Regions from separate parts of the Zea mays genome. Here region 1 is linked to region 2. A link is a contact called in public Hi-C data. All regions are on one chromosome and are shown on one strand. Each heading gives the region's core, a stretch centred on a gene start, on an enhancer-like site or on the middle of the called end of the contact. The rest is flanking DNA. Distances are from core to core; before and after follow the strand shown. Region 1 holds the start of LOC107228384 (Scarecrow-like protein 3). Region 2 holds the start of LOC541632.

Region 1 (6,442 bases), core at 2,732-5,231, 160 kb before region 2:
TTTTGTTTGTTCAAGCTGTACTGCCGTCGCTGTAGCTGTGGCCTCTGTTTACTTCTGTTGTACTAATGATGTTATTATAAATGTTAATGTTAAAATGGGAGCATGACAGTTTGGTGCAAAGATGATATACCTTTTCCGGAGCTTGTGATTTATATGCATATATTACATACCTCTTCTCATCTTTTCAGCGTAGACCTAGCGGCAGTGGCGGAGCTACATAGGGACCATTGGGTTCAGTTGACACCAATGATTTTTATCAAACCAAGGATTAATGTATATAGTTTATTGCTTGAACCCAATAAAAATTTAGTCCCGAACCCATTAACTGACTTGTGGTCAGTCCTGTTCGTGCAACATGGCTGGCTGCAAAGGATAGACCACCACCATTTAGTTTGGTGTGGTATAGTCATTATGATTTATAGTTATACATATATTCCTAAGTGAACCCATTGGCAAAATTTTCTAGCTCCGCCTCTGCCTAGCGGTGTATCACTGGAGACCACACCGAATGGAAAATATGTCATGTGCAGTTTTTGATATACATCGACGTGTCATATGCGCACTGATTATGGTGTACCGAACAGGGCACCCAGAGCTTGTAGTTCAGTTTTTAATTTTGTCTGAGTATTCGCTTGACATGCATGTCACTGGCGAGTACTCACAGAGCTTGTTTATTATGTCGTTTTGAGTTATACTCCCCCGTTTCGTTTTAGTTGTCGCTGTATAGTGCAAAATTGAACTATCCAGCGACAACTAAAAAGAAACTGAGGGAGTACTATATAGATGTGTCTAGTAGTGTAGCATGCATCGGTGTGTGGCACCTGATATGAGGCACGATAACTATTATTTAGAAACTGTCAGTAGGAGAGGAACCGACGTGTTCGGTGAAATGAAAAGGTTGGTACCGGACACGTCTAGTGCCCTCGAAAATCCTGAGTGGAGTTGTAACAAAATAGTTTGTACTTTTCAATAGCTGAAGCAATCTATTGAGAGAAAAGAAGACCATTTGTATAGTTAGGAGATTAGAGAAGTGATAATTTTACGTTAGCAACCTTTGAGAGAAACTTGTGTACATCCACCATTCACATTAGGCTTTTTATGGCTAAGTGATATATAGTCTTTTTTTTTGCTACTCTTGGTGATCGGCAACACCTAAATGACTCGGTGCTGATCGAGAGTGCATTGATCACTTAGAGAGTTTATAGGTGGCCTAACTCAAGATTTGTATACGGTTGTTAGCAATTTACTGGGTCAAAGTAGCGAAGAACCAACTCGTAGAGAGCATTTAGTCTTTGTGCGGACTGAGGAGAGCTACTTGTGTGGGTGCTTCAACAAGAACTCATGAAGAATGTCGACTTTTCAATACGTCGGCAAAAACTCGAGAAATTACTAAACTCTTGCTTTACTTTTTGTTATTATATTTGAGAAGTTTACTTTAAGTGACTGTTTCTAATTTTATTGTGATACTATAGGGTTGGTTATAGTGTGCAAAACTCTTGTAAACACGTCTGATACTCAGGATGAAGTTATTCTTGTTATTAGGTTTTAATTGTTGAGAAAAGAAACTTGAAATAAGCCTAATTTAATGTCTCCCCAATAAAACTTGTGAATGCGCTCAATTGCATCTTGACCCATAAATTAAAACGCTCTAGTTATACTTTTGTCCTTTTCCTTTATACCTCTCTGTTTCAATTTATAATTTATTCAACATTTTTACCTAAAGTTTGATGGACTCGTTTTATTTTAGGTTCAGGGGCAGGCCAGCAGCTTCACTTGAATTTCAGGTCCGTCCAACACTGCAAGGCTGCACCTGCACCGGGCCCTGGTGCTTGTATACTGTGCACGAGTCTAAAGCAAGGAGACATGAGGCCAAGAAGCAGCCTTTTTTTTTTCCTTTTCTTGTCCACCGACTTCTCATGAACTTTCCGGACTCAACTAAAGTGACGTCGTCCATGTGTTGGCGATCAGCAAACCAATTGCACACTGCAAGCAATAGTCAGATGAATTCAAAGGGAGCAAACATGGCATGAGACAGACGATCGTCGTCGAGTGATATATATGCCGATGATGTACATACATACTACATGCGATGCGATGCGATCTCAGCTAGTATTATTTGGCTACGCCGCCGGCCTCCAGGCGGAGACGGAGTAGAGCGGCTTGCGGTGCCAGCAGAAGAAGAAGGCCTTCCCGCTGGCGTCGTGCGCCACCTGGTACGCGGAGTCGTCCCCGCCGCCGCCCCACCCGCAGCTCTGCAGCAGCTTCCGCGCCTCCATCATGCCGTCGTAGCTAAGCCCGACGCGCTCCATCCCGGCGGCCTCCATCCGGCGCGCCCACCGCGCCAGCCGCTCGTGCCGCTCCTTGCGCTCCGCGCCCTCCCGCGCCACCACGCCGCGGATCTCCTCCCCGAGCACCAGCCGCTCGGCGCGCGCCCGCTCCCCCGCGCACCGGTGCGCCTGCGCCGCCGACGCGCGCTCCAGGCAGTCGAACAGCGACGCGTAGTAGTTGAGCGCCTCCTCGAACCGCTCCATGAACGTGGGCGCGTTGTGGTTCGCCTCCGGCTCCGCCACCACCATGATCTTGGGCGACAGCGCCCGCACCGCGCGCAGGAAGCTCCCCAGCTTCGGCGCCTTTTCCCTCTGCTGCTGCTGCCCAGGCACCGGCGACGACTGCGGCGAGATAGAGAGCACCGGCGAGTAGTCCGGGCTCAGCTGCAGCCGCGTGTTGAGCTCCCGCTCCAGCAGCTCGCCGAAGCTGCTGGGGCTGGAGCGCGCGATGATCTGCACCGGGGTGAGGCAGCTGCTGCCCGGGACGTGCACGTGCCTGCTGCTCCTGCCGCCGCCGGCGTCGTCGGCCGCCAGGAGGCGGTGCAGCTGCCCCACCACGCTGACGGCCAGCGCCTCGCCGGAGCGCACGCGGAGGAGGTGCCGCAGCGCGTCCGCGTCCAGGTCCTCCAGCCTGGCCTCCACGGCGCTGAACTGGAACGGGATGTCGAACGCCTCGGCCTCCCTGGCGAGCACGCAGGCCATGCTGGCCAGGAACTCCTTGGCGTCGTGCACGGCCGTGACGCGGAGGTGCGGGGGCCCCCCGCGGCGGCTGCGGAAGGCGTGGAACAGCGCGATCCACTGCACCGGGTTGGCGGCGGGGCCGGAGAGGTCGACGACGTGCACGAACCTCTCCCCCTCCATGGCCTCCAGGACGGCGTGGTTGGTGGTGAGGTAGGCCAGCTTCATGAAGGGCAGCACGTCGAAGAGGTGGCGCCGCGCGGCGGGCACCAGGTGCGCCTCCGCGGGGCTGCCCGGCCCCGTGGGCAGCAGCGCCCGCGACAGGCCTGGCACCAGGTTGAGCAGCTTCCGCGCCAGCGCGTCGGCGAAGACGGCGGCGAGGCGCTGCAGCGTGTGCGGCGCGTCCAGCGACGCCAGCTGCGTGATCTGCTCAAGGTAGAAGTTGGCGCGGTCGAAGGCGCCCGCCGCCACCTCCGCCGCGCACTGGTACAGCAGGCTGATGAGGCGCAGGCCCTGCTGGTCGTGGCTCAGCTCCTGCACCCACGACGACCCGTGCGGGTGCGGCGACGGCGTGCACAGCGACGACGCCGGAGACGACGTGGCCGACGACAGCGTGTCCTCCTGGAACATGTCCATGTCGGTTGCTTCGGACGGGCGGGGGCTTGTGGTCAATTAATGGACCGTCGCTGCTGCTGCGCTGGATATGAAGGCACCGCACGCCATTGCTGGGCTTGGACACTGGACCTTGGCGTGGCGACAAACGTGTTGGCAAGCCTGCAGGGGTCTCGAGTTCATACGTTCCGAGGTGGGTGACCTTGTCATGGAGCGCAGAAGCGACGAGGCAGGAGTGGACGCATGTGCGGCAAGGGCTAAGCCGATGTCGTCTGCATCTCGGTGGAATCACTAGGCAGCCCGGGAGATATTCGCTTGGAACTTATCTGCAGCGTTTTGGATCAGACAATTTTGCGATCAATTCAATCCCAGGCATGGCTCCAAAATCTGCATTCATGTTAATTTCGTCAGAGGACAAGAAGCAAACACTTGAGCCTTGTCAGCTTTACCACAGCAAAAACAAATGCTTGGTGATTGCAAGGTGGCCGCTTCTTGGAGAAGTCGTTCAGATTTGACGCGCATGCTTGTTTAATACTCCCTCCGTTTCTTTTTATTTGTCGTTGGATAGTGTAATTTTGTACTATCCAGCGACAAATAAAAAGAAACGGAGGGAGTAATAATAACTTGTTCTTGTTTGCAAGGAGAACATGTCCACCTAGGACTAGGAACGACGTGCGTCACAATTTCAGATCTCTTCTGCAGATCCATATGCATGGATATCCAAATCCAAATGAAGAACACAACAGAAGCACGGCAAAAAAAGGCAGCAACACCATCTTACACCAAATAGGAGAAATTCCAATGATACCTAATTCGCATGGCTTTTCAAGATGTTAAAGCTAGGTAGGAACTAAACTGATGGAGAGCAACCCAAAATTGATTTTTTTAAGAAAAGGCGGCAAGAGAATTGCCACAATTCATTTAAAGAAAGAGATCTTTTTTGAAAGGGAAAGGCAAACCAATATATTAGAAGGGAGAAAAAAAACATTACAAACTGGTACAAATCCATACAACTTAACGATCCTGCACTAGGCGGAACACTGACACTGAAACAAAGACCCGACCCCCTTGACCAGAACTGCTTAGTAAACAGACATCAAGAAAGAGGGTTAGGGCAACTAGCCGCTACAGACAAGCTAAACCTCTACCAACGAGCTCTTTCACCACCTACGCAACTTGCTCTGTCGTTCTCTGTTGTCTCTTGAAGATTCTGTTGTTTCTTTCCAACCTCCATCAGAAATAAATTAGTAAGTCATCGAAACTTTTGCTTAATTGCTTGCTACAGAGCATTCTCAGTCTATGCCACCAAGTGTACAGGTTCCCTTCTTTGGAGTACCGTCTAGGAACCGCAGATCGACCTAAGACAAGATCATGCTTCACACTTCCTTGAAGAAGGGACAATCCTTACATAGGTGCGCCGCTGTCTCAGCAGACAAATTACAAACCACCACGAAGCTAATGGGAGAACAGACACAACAAAACTGAAAAGAAGAAACAGAAGAAAACACACAGCATCCTTAAGAATGCAACAACAAACCATCCACTAAGAAAAACTAGCGCAACAACAACCTGATTCTTTCCAGATAGCAATTTAAAACTGATGCGTGTTATGAATTAAGTAACTCAGATACAGCGCCAGATCATAGTGCTGCAACTTGGGCCGGGCCGTGCCGGCCCGGCACAAGCCCGCCGTGCTTCGGGCCTCAATTAGTCGGGCCTAGCAAGCACGAAATAAAATCGGGCCGTGCCTTATCGGGCTTAGTGAGTAAAAATAAGGCCCAGCACGGCCCTAAAGCACGACGGGCTTCCGTCGGGCCGTGCTGGCCCAGGCACGGCACGCAATTTAAGCAGTAAACAAAACAAGATTACAATAAAATAAGTAGAAGTAGCTGGCCCTTCTTCAGTTGATGAGGGACAAATGGGCCTCCAAGCTTGCTTTGGATTGGAAGAAGCTAGCTGATCAGTGGATGCGGACGGGCCTATCGAACACCCAACTGAAGCATACCGACTGGGCCTCCATTTGAGCCGCACGGTCTTGAGCCAGCTCCTCCATCCTGCGTATCTTGCGCGGCAGGCCACACACGTAGTCCTGCGCGCGCCGCCCCTCGCCGGACAGGCCAGCGTCGAGCTCCGCCACCTTCCACCTGCGCACGAAATGCTCCACCATGTCGGCGTAGTCTGCCGCCGTGTACACCCCTGAGCGCCGCGCAACCGCGGAGAAGTGATCGAAGAGGCGATCGTCGCGGCCGTCGGCCATGAGCTCGCCGGGCATGGTGACCTTGGCGCGCATGACGGCGGCGAGCGCCCGCACCATGCCGTCCGGGTCTTCCTCGAAGGCCCTGTCGGACGCCCTCGTGTAGGCGGCCTCGTGGCGCCTCTCGTCGGCCGCGATGACGCCGCAGAGCTTGGCGAGGCAGGCGTCGCCGTGGAGGCCGGCCAGCCTGGCGGTGCGGGCGTGGGAGACGAAGGTGGCGCGCGCCTGGGAGATGGCTGCTCGCCGCTGGGCGCCTGGGAAGTCAGGAAGAATGGAGATGGCCGCTGGTGGCGTGGGTTAGTGGCGGCTGCTGGCGTGGGCTAGTGGCGGCTGGTGGAGAGACGAATGGACGTTGAAACCCTAAAACGTGACCGCGTGAGAAACACTAAAACGTGTCGGGCCGGCCCGAGCACGGCCCACTACGGCGTGCCAGGCTACTTGGGCCGTCGGGCCGCCAACCAGAGCACGGCCCAGCCCGTATAACGTGCCGTGCTGGCCCGTGTAATTTTTGTTCGTGCTGGGCCGGGCTTCGTGCCACTAATTTCGTGTCGGGCTCGTGCTGGCCCAGCAG
Region 2 (6,463 bases), core at 3,880-6,379:
TCAGAATGACCTTGGTCTTGCGACTGCCAACACACTAGCGGTACTACCTTTTCCTTGTTTATTTATTTATATTTTTTGTGTAATTTATTATCATTGGTCTGATCTTAATGGGGCTACTACTTTGACTTAACTTTAGGGCGCTCGTGCAGGAGCACGGCAGTTAGAGGTTACTATTAATGGTATTGGTGAAAGGGCTGGAAATGCTTCTTTGGAGGAGGTGAGCTGATGTCCTGGTCACATTATCTGCTGACAATACCTTACAAAATAGTCTGATGGGTTTTGGAGAGGAATTTGAATTCGTCTGGTTGGGTGTTTTTACATGTCTAAATATTTCCTGACCTCTGTTTCAGGTTGTCATGGCAATTAAATGCCGCAGAGAACTGTTAGATGGTCTCTATACTGGAATCGATTCCCGACATATCACTTTGACGAGCAAAATGGTACAATAATACTTTCATGTCTTCCTTTTTTCCTTTGGGTCTCTTATACCTATTTCAGATGACTGAAATTCTGGCACAAATTCACTAACTATTCTAGGTGCAAGAGCATAGTGGACTTCACGTGCAGCCACATAAAGCTATTGTTGGTGCCAATGCGTTCGCTCATGAAAGTGGAATTCATCAGGTAAACATATTTTCAGTCTCCTTGCTACCATCAACTTATTGCAATTGTAGTAGTGGTGGCTTGGTTGTTTTAAACAAATAAATAGATATAATGTCCCCTTTTCACTCCATTGGTAGTTTGTTGTCAACTGCCAAAACTTATCTATATAAAAGGGTGGACCCAATGCTAGAGCCTCCCACATGATTGGGGTCTAGCGAAGGGATAAACCAAGGCAAGCCTCCCCCCTGCAAATGCAGAAAGACTACCTCGAACCCAGGCCCCGGTGAATTAGTGAGACAGCTCTCACCACTGCACCATGCATGCCCTTTCAGACTTATCTATATATTGTAATCAATTATCTTCACCATTGTGATGGATCAGCTGTGGTTTCACTCTCCTTCGTCACCGAGCCTCTAAGATACTTAATTTTGATAACTGTTGGTCTCATAGATATTTGATTGAAGACTCCCTTTGGAAATTGGAATGCGGGTTTTATTTTTCATGTTTCCTGTGAAATTTTGCATTCCAAAGGGGATATACTATTCTCCTTAAACTGTGTTTTTTTTAGAGTGGAATAGTTCTTCATGCTCACTTTCATCTTTTGTAGGATGGGATGCTTAAATATAAAGGAACATACGAAATTATATCGCCTGATGATATTGGTCTAACACGTGCAAATGAATTTGGTATTGTTCTTGGGAAACTCAGGTATCATGCAACACACCTATCCCTCTTTACTTCACTTCCTCATATATTCTATTATGATGTCTCTCTAGGAGACTTCTCTCATCTACGTTTTCTGATTCAGTGTTCATGCTCCAACAAAGGAGCCTCAAATGCTTAAAATTTTGAATGCTAGTATATTATGGCTACTATACTGTCATATCTTGGCCTGGGTAGATTGTGTGATATTTTGGCCCAAGGCTTAATAGGATTGATAGAATACTAATATAAATAAGGTGCATCTTCTTTTTCGGAAGCCTATTTCGAAAAAATCTTTGGGTTAAGTGTGCTTGGCCTAGAGAAATCTTAGAATGGGTGACCGACTGAGAAGTCTTCTCGGACGGGGTGCTACAATTGATATCAGAACCGACCCTCACGGTTTCATGGACGTGTGTGAGCTAGGGATTCGGGTATACGGCGCATGACGCATGTGGGCCCAGAGTGGTCACATGACATGGCATATGACGACACTAGACACACAGACGTGGCCAAAAGGGGGAGGTTCTGGCTTAGGGTTGACTGACAAGGACGTCGATCTTCTGTGGATTGTCATATCCTGGCCCGGGTGAATTGTGCAATATCTTAGCCCAAGGCTTAATATTATTGATAGAATACTCATACAAATAAGATTCATCTTCTTTTCGAAAGCCTATCTCGAAGGAACCTCTGGGTTAAGCGTGCTTGGCCCAAAGCAATCTTAGGATGGGTGACCAACCGGAAAGTCTTCTCAAATTGCGTATGAGTGAGGGCAAAGTGCGCATAGAAGACTCGTGTGTTGGTCTGTGGAGATGGTCTATGGCCCTAGAGGGCTGACAGGAGTAAGTACCGGCGGTCCGGTAGTGGACGAGGTGTTACATATACTATGTAGGCATTAGCTGTTGGTGACACATGTACAGCTAGTGTTACAAAAGTATTGGTGGTAGTAGGGTATGATGTAAAGCATTAGACTTCAGTCACAACATAAATCCGATATCATTATGCTATGACATACTATATTCTTGAACTGGAAGCTTGATTTTTTTTCATGGAAGAAATTTCTGATCAAATATATGATCTAATTTATTATGATTACGCTTCTAAAATCATTATATTAGTTCAACTGAATATTATGTGTTCAACACAATTAGGCAGGGGCATACATCAGTAAATTAGATCAAATTTGAGAATCTCATCCATACTAATGTTTTCTGTTCTTGCTTTTTAGCGGAAGGCATGCTGTGAGATCTAAGCTAGTAGAGGTAAAGCTTAGATGTTTTGGGGGTCTTCTGTTCAAGTTTTCTTTCGATTCCTGTTCTTATTGTTTTCCAATGTGATCTTCATTGTTCAAACTGTAGCTTGGATATGAAATCGGTGACAAGGAATTTGAGGACTTCTTTAAACGCTACAAAGAGGTTGCAGAGAAGAAAAAGGTGACTCTTTTCTAAAGCATGCTTACACTATTTCTTATGTGACCTTCCTTTTTGGGCCATGTCACCTTTTTATTACCCAATGTTATCTCCACCATATTATTGTAATCTTTCAAAAATTGCATGCATTGATTAATAGCTTCCACATTGCTTTTTAGGCCATGTCACCTTTTTCCTGTACATTTTTTTAACGATTACATTTTCCTTGGAGAGCTGCTTGCTTCCATGTTCTGTTTTATTCGTCAAACTTATATTATAACACATTAACATGTACATTCTCTACACATGGAAACTAACCCAATTTGTTCACAATTTATAGCGCGTAACTGATGAAGACTTAGAAGCGTTATTGTCAGATGAGATATTCCAGCCTAAGGTTATTTGGTCCCTTGCTGATGTACAGGTATTGTTGAGCTGCAGTTTACTAAACTTTGGTTAGCAGGAACGTGATATGCTAAGCTTAAAATATGATTCATCCTTTTGCAGGCAACATGTGGTACACTTGCTTTATCTACGGCAACAGTGAAATTGGTAGCACCAGATGGAGAGGAGAAAATAGCATGTTCAGTCGGAACAGGTCCAGTCGATGCAGCTTACAAGGCTGTTGACAAAATAATCCAGGTTTGTTGGCACCACACTTTTAATCTTTCTTGCACTGGTACACTACTTCTAAGTTCTAACAATGGAATATGAATGATGTTTTTTGGTATTTTTCTTGCACTGGTACACTACTTCAAACCTGAACGAATATGAATGTTGTATTTTCTTTTAATATTAGAAGTACTTGTTTTTCTTGATAAGGACTAGAAATACTTGTATCAGGGTGAACCTCTGACTGTATTATCATCATGATAACCCACAGCTTTTTCTAGGGTCTGCATGAAATTTATCACAAGCAGATGAATTTCAAGAGACGATACACTGGCTTGATGTTAAAAATAAAATGACATCTATAAGGGTCGTGACTTGTGATTCTTACCATGATTTATTAGAGCATCGTGTCTGAGTATGTTTTAGCATCTTGAGAAAGAAATCAAGTGTCAGTTATGTTGCTTGGGATGGCACCAAGGCCCATTTCAAAAGCTGCAGTATCATACAGTGTGACATGAAATAGATACTCTATTGACAACACTTCTTCTCTGTCTTTGAAAATTGGGTATATTTGTGTTATTCTAACCAGAAAATAACAGGGGTGTGCAAAAAAAAAAGATGTCAATTATTTAATCATCTAACACCATATTGAGTGAGTATGACATGGGTTGTCTCCTACCAGTCTGGAGTAGAGAAGCACTAATAGACTAACTAGTGCACGCAGGGGTTGTATCTAACTCATCAGATCCGTTTATTTTGTTTCGTTGACTACCGAACTATCAGAATGAAGAGAAATCCTGATTGAACTTAACAATCTGCAGATTCCAACGGTTCTCCGAGAATACAGTATGACATCAGTCACAGAAGGCATTGACGCAATCGCGACAACTCGGGTTGTTGTCACTGGAGATGTGAGCAACAACGCCAAACATGCCCTGACTGGCCAGTCCTTCAACCGCTCCTTCAGGTTATATAGCAGTTGTTTGAAATCTGTTTCAATTTCTGCTATTCTGTTCTTCTTTCTCACTGTGTCTTCGTGTTTGTCGTATGGCTTCAGCGGGAGCGGGGCATCCATGGACATTGTGGTGTCCAGTGTCAGAGCTTACCTGAGCGCCCTGAACAAGATCTGCAGTTTCGCTGGCGCCGTGAAAGCCAGCAGCGATGTAGCTGAGACCGCAAGCGTCCCGAGCACAGAATGAGCTTCCGTTTAGTTCACAGTGACATGTTCAAAATTTCTGGAAGGATCTTCCATTGAGCTTAGGACAGGCAGGAAGTCTTGGGGCCTATGTAGTGTACAATTTATGTGTGTCATATCCCGTGCTCGTTGCCAGTTTGTATTGTACCATATATAAACCATAGAATATGTTGCCATTTAGAAGTCTGGCCAAGGTCAGCTGTAATGATTCACATGCTTATAGCCTGGAAACATTAGACATTGAAAACCCGAGCGGTGAATAAAGGATGCCCAAGGTAGAAACTGTGATGAATCATCCATATCAGTGTTGTGATGCCAGCATGAATATTCATTCGGCGAACCTTACATGCGGTCAGCCGGACAACACCAGAATCGGAGGCATGCATGATCCACGTAGCCTAGAATCTTGTTGCTGTAAATAATAAATCGATTGATCGATCGATTGCAAGCAAGTGGCCAGAGGGCAGCAAATAATAAATCCAGGTTCTTTAGTAGCAGCAAATCGGCATACTTTACCAGATCGCCACAACGATCCGTATCTCTGAGACTTTGAGCAGGCCGGGTCAGCACGATCACACGGCAATCTACTCCTCCCCTACTTGCTAGAGGACAGAAAACCACCCCCAAGAACTAAAAAACTAACCGAGCCATATCATATGATATGATATGATGTGATATGGTAGTAGCACTAGCAGCAGTATGAAAAAGGCAGAGGGAACAAAAGAAAATGGTGGTGGATCCTTTCGGGCCCCTGCTCTAGAATACTAGCGCAACTGATATGGGGTCAATTCGTGGCAAGATTTGGAGCAAATCTGCTCCAGGATCTTGCTTTCCATGCGCTGGGACTTTCTTTTAGTCACCGCACCTTTTTCCCCTTCGCTTTGCTTTCCACGATTCCACACATCATATCTCCTCGAATCGTTTCATGTGCTTACTGCTTATATATATATATGTGTGTGTGTCTGTCGACTCAAGCACACACACACACATCCTCCACCACCATTCATCAGAAAGCGAAGCACCAGCCTCTGATGCCAAGCCAAAGCACACACACCTCCTCCAGCCTTTCTTCCTCTACAACCCCAATTCTTCCCTGCAGCTCTGCTGCTGCCTTGTTTCGATCGGTCATGGCGGCGGTGGCCACAGAGACTCCGTTCCATGTCCTGGCGGTGGACGACAGCCTCCCGGACAGGAAGCTCATCGAGAGGCTCCTCAAGACCTCTTCCTTCCAAGGCAAACTCAGCCACCGGATGATTATTCCCGTCTCCTTTGCCTCTGCTCTGAGTCTCACGAAAGGTGGCCGGCCCCTTTGGCTTTTGTTTCTGAATGTATGCAGTGACCACTGTCGACTCCGGGAGCAAGGCGCTGCAGTTCCTGGGCCTCCATGACCAGGACAGCACGGTTCCTCCTGTCCACACGCACCAGCTGGTAAGAAGAAGATGGCTTCCTCTTCCTAGCTCCTACGAGTTGGTTGGTCAACCGTGTTGTGCACTGCTTGTATTGTCTTCTCCTAGCGTCACTAGCTAGTCCTCAAGAAGAGGTTTCTGGTGTAATCAGGATGTGGCTGCCAATCAGGATGTGGCTGTGAACCTGATCATCACAGACTACTGCATGCCTGGCATGACAGGATATGACCTGCTCAAGAAGATCAAGGTGACTACTGAACTACTCCGGCATGATCACTGAACATTCTGTATAGTGCTTGCTTTCTGGCATGATCACTGAAGATAACAAGGCCTAAAGATGCATGTTTGGTTTGGTTTGCTCTACCAGGAGTCGTCGTCTCTCAGAGATATCCCGGTGGTGATCATGTCCTCTGAGAACATTCCTTCAAGGATCAATAGGTGAGCAGTCAGCTAGCACTCTACTATTTGTCTTGTGGATCTAAACAACAGTTTTTAAGGGAAACAAATCTTAAGTTAAAAATTGGGGAAAAATTACACTA

Evidence for each region. Hi-C and Micro-C count contacts between places; a contact is called where the count stands out from the background.
Region 1: a contact with region 2 is called in a Hi-C map of tassel, with 7 times the contacts expected there. The contact joins the promoter of LOC107228384 here to the promoter of LOC541632 in region 2. A contact is called at or near these places in 17 of 25 Hi-C or Micro-C datasets (bundle sheath, ear, endosperm and 6 more) and 1 of 3 datasets of contacts at active chromatin or transcription factors (leaf).

The regions. Positions count from the first base shown.
Region 1 is chr10:1,414,888-1,421,329 of Zm-B73-REFERENCE-NAM-5.0, reverse strand. It overlaps LOC107228384 (Scarecrow-like protein 3), which reads right to left and starts at 3,981. Exons shown (of 1, transcript NM_001320427.1): 1 at 2,023-3,981. The coding sequence starts at 3,641. The coding sequence ends at 2,121.
Region 2 is chr10:1,254,587-1,261,049 of Zm-B73-REFERENCE-NAM-5.0, reverse strand. It overlaps LOC541632, which reads left to right and starts at 5,129. Exons shown (of 5, transcript NM_001111387.2): 1 at 5,129-5,751; 2 at 5,855-5,946; 3 at 6,076-6,171; 4 at 6,292-6,362. The coding sequence starts at 5,550. LOC100280499 (2-isopropylmalate synthase B) reads left to right here. Exons shown (of 12, transcript NM_001367129.1): 2 at 1-40; 3 at 137-217; 4 at 351-440; 5 at 538-624; 6 at 1,211-1,311; 7 at 2,531-2,564; 8 at 2,661-2,735; 9 at 3,052-3,135; 10 at 3,219-3,353; 11 at 4,145-4,290; 12 at 4,381-4,797. The coding sequence ends at 4,522.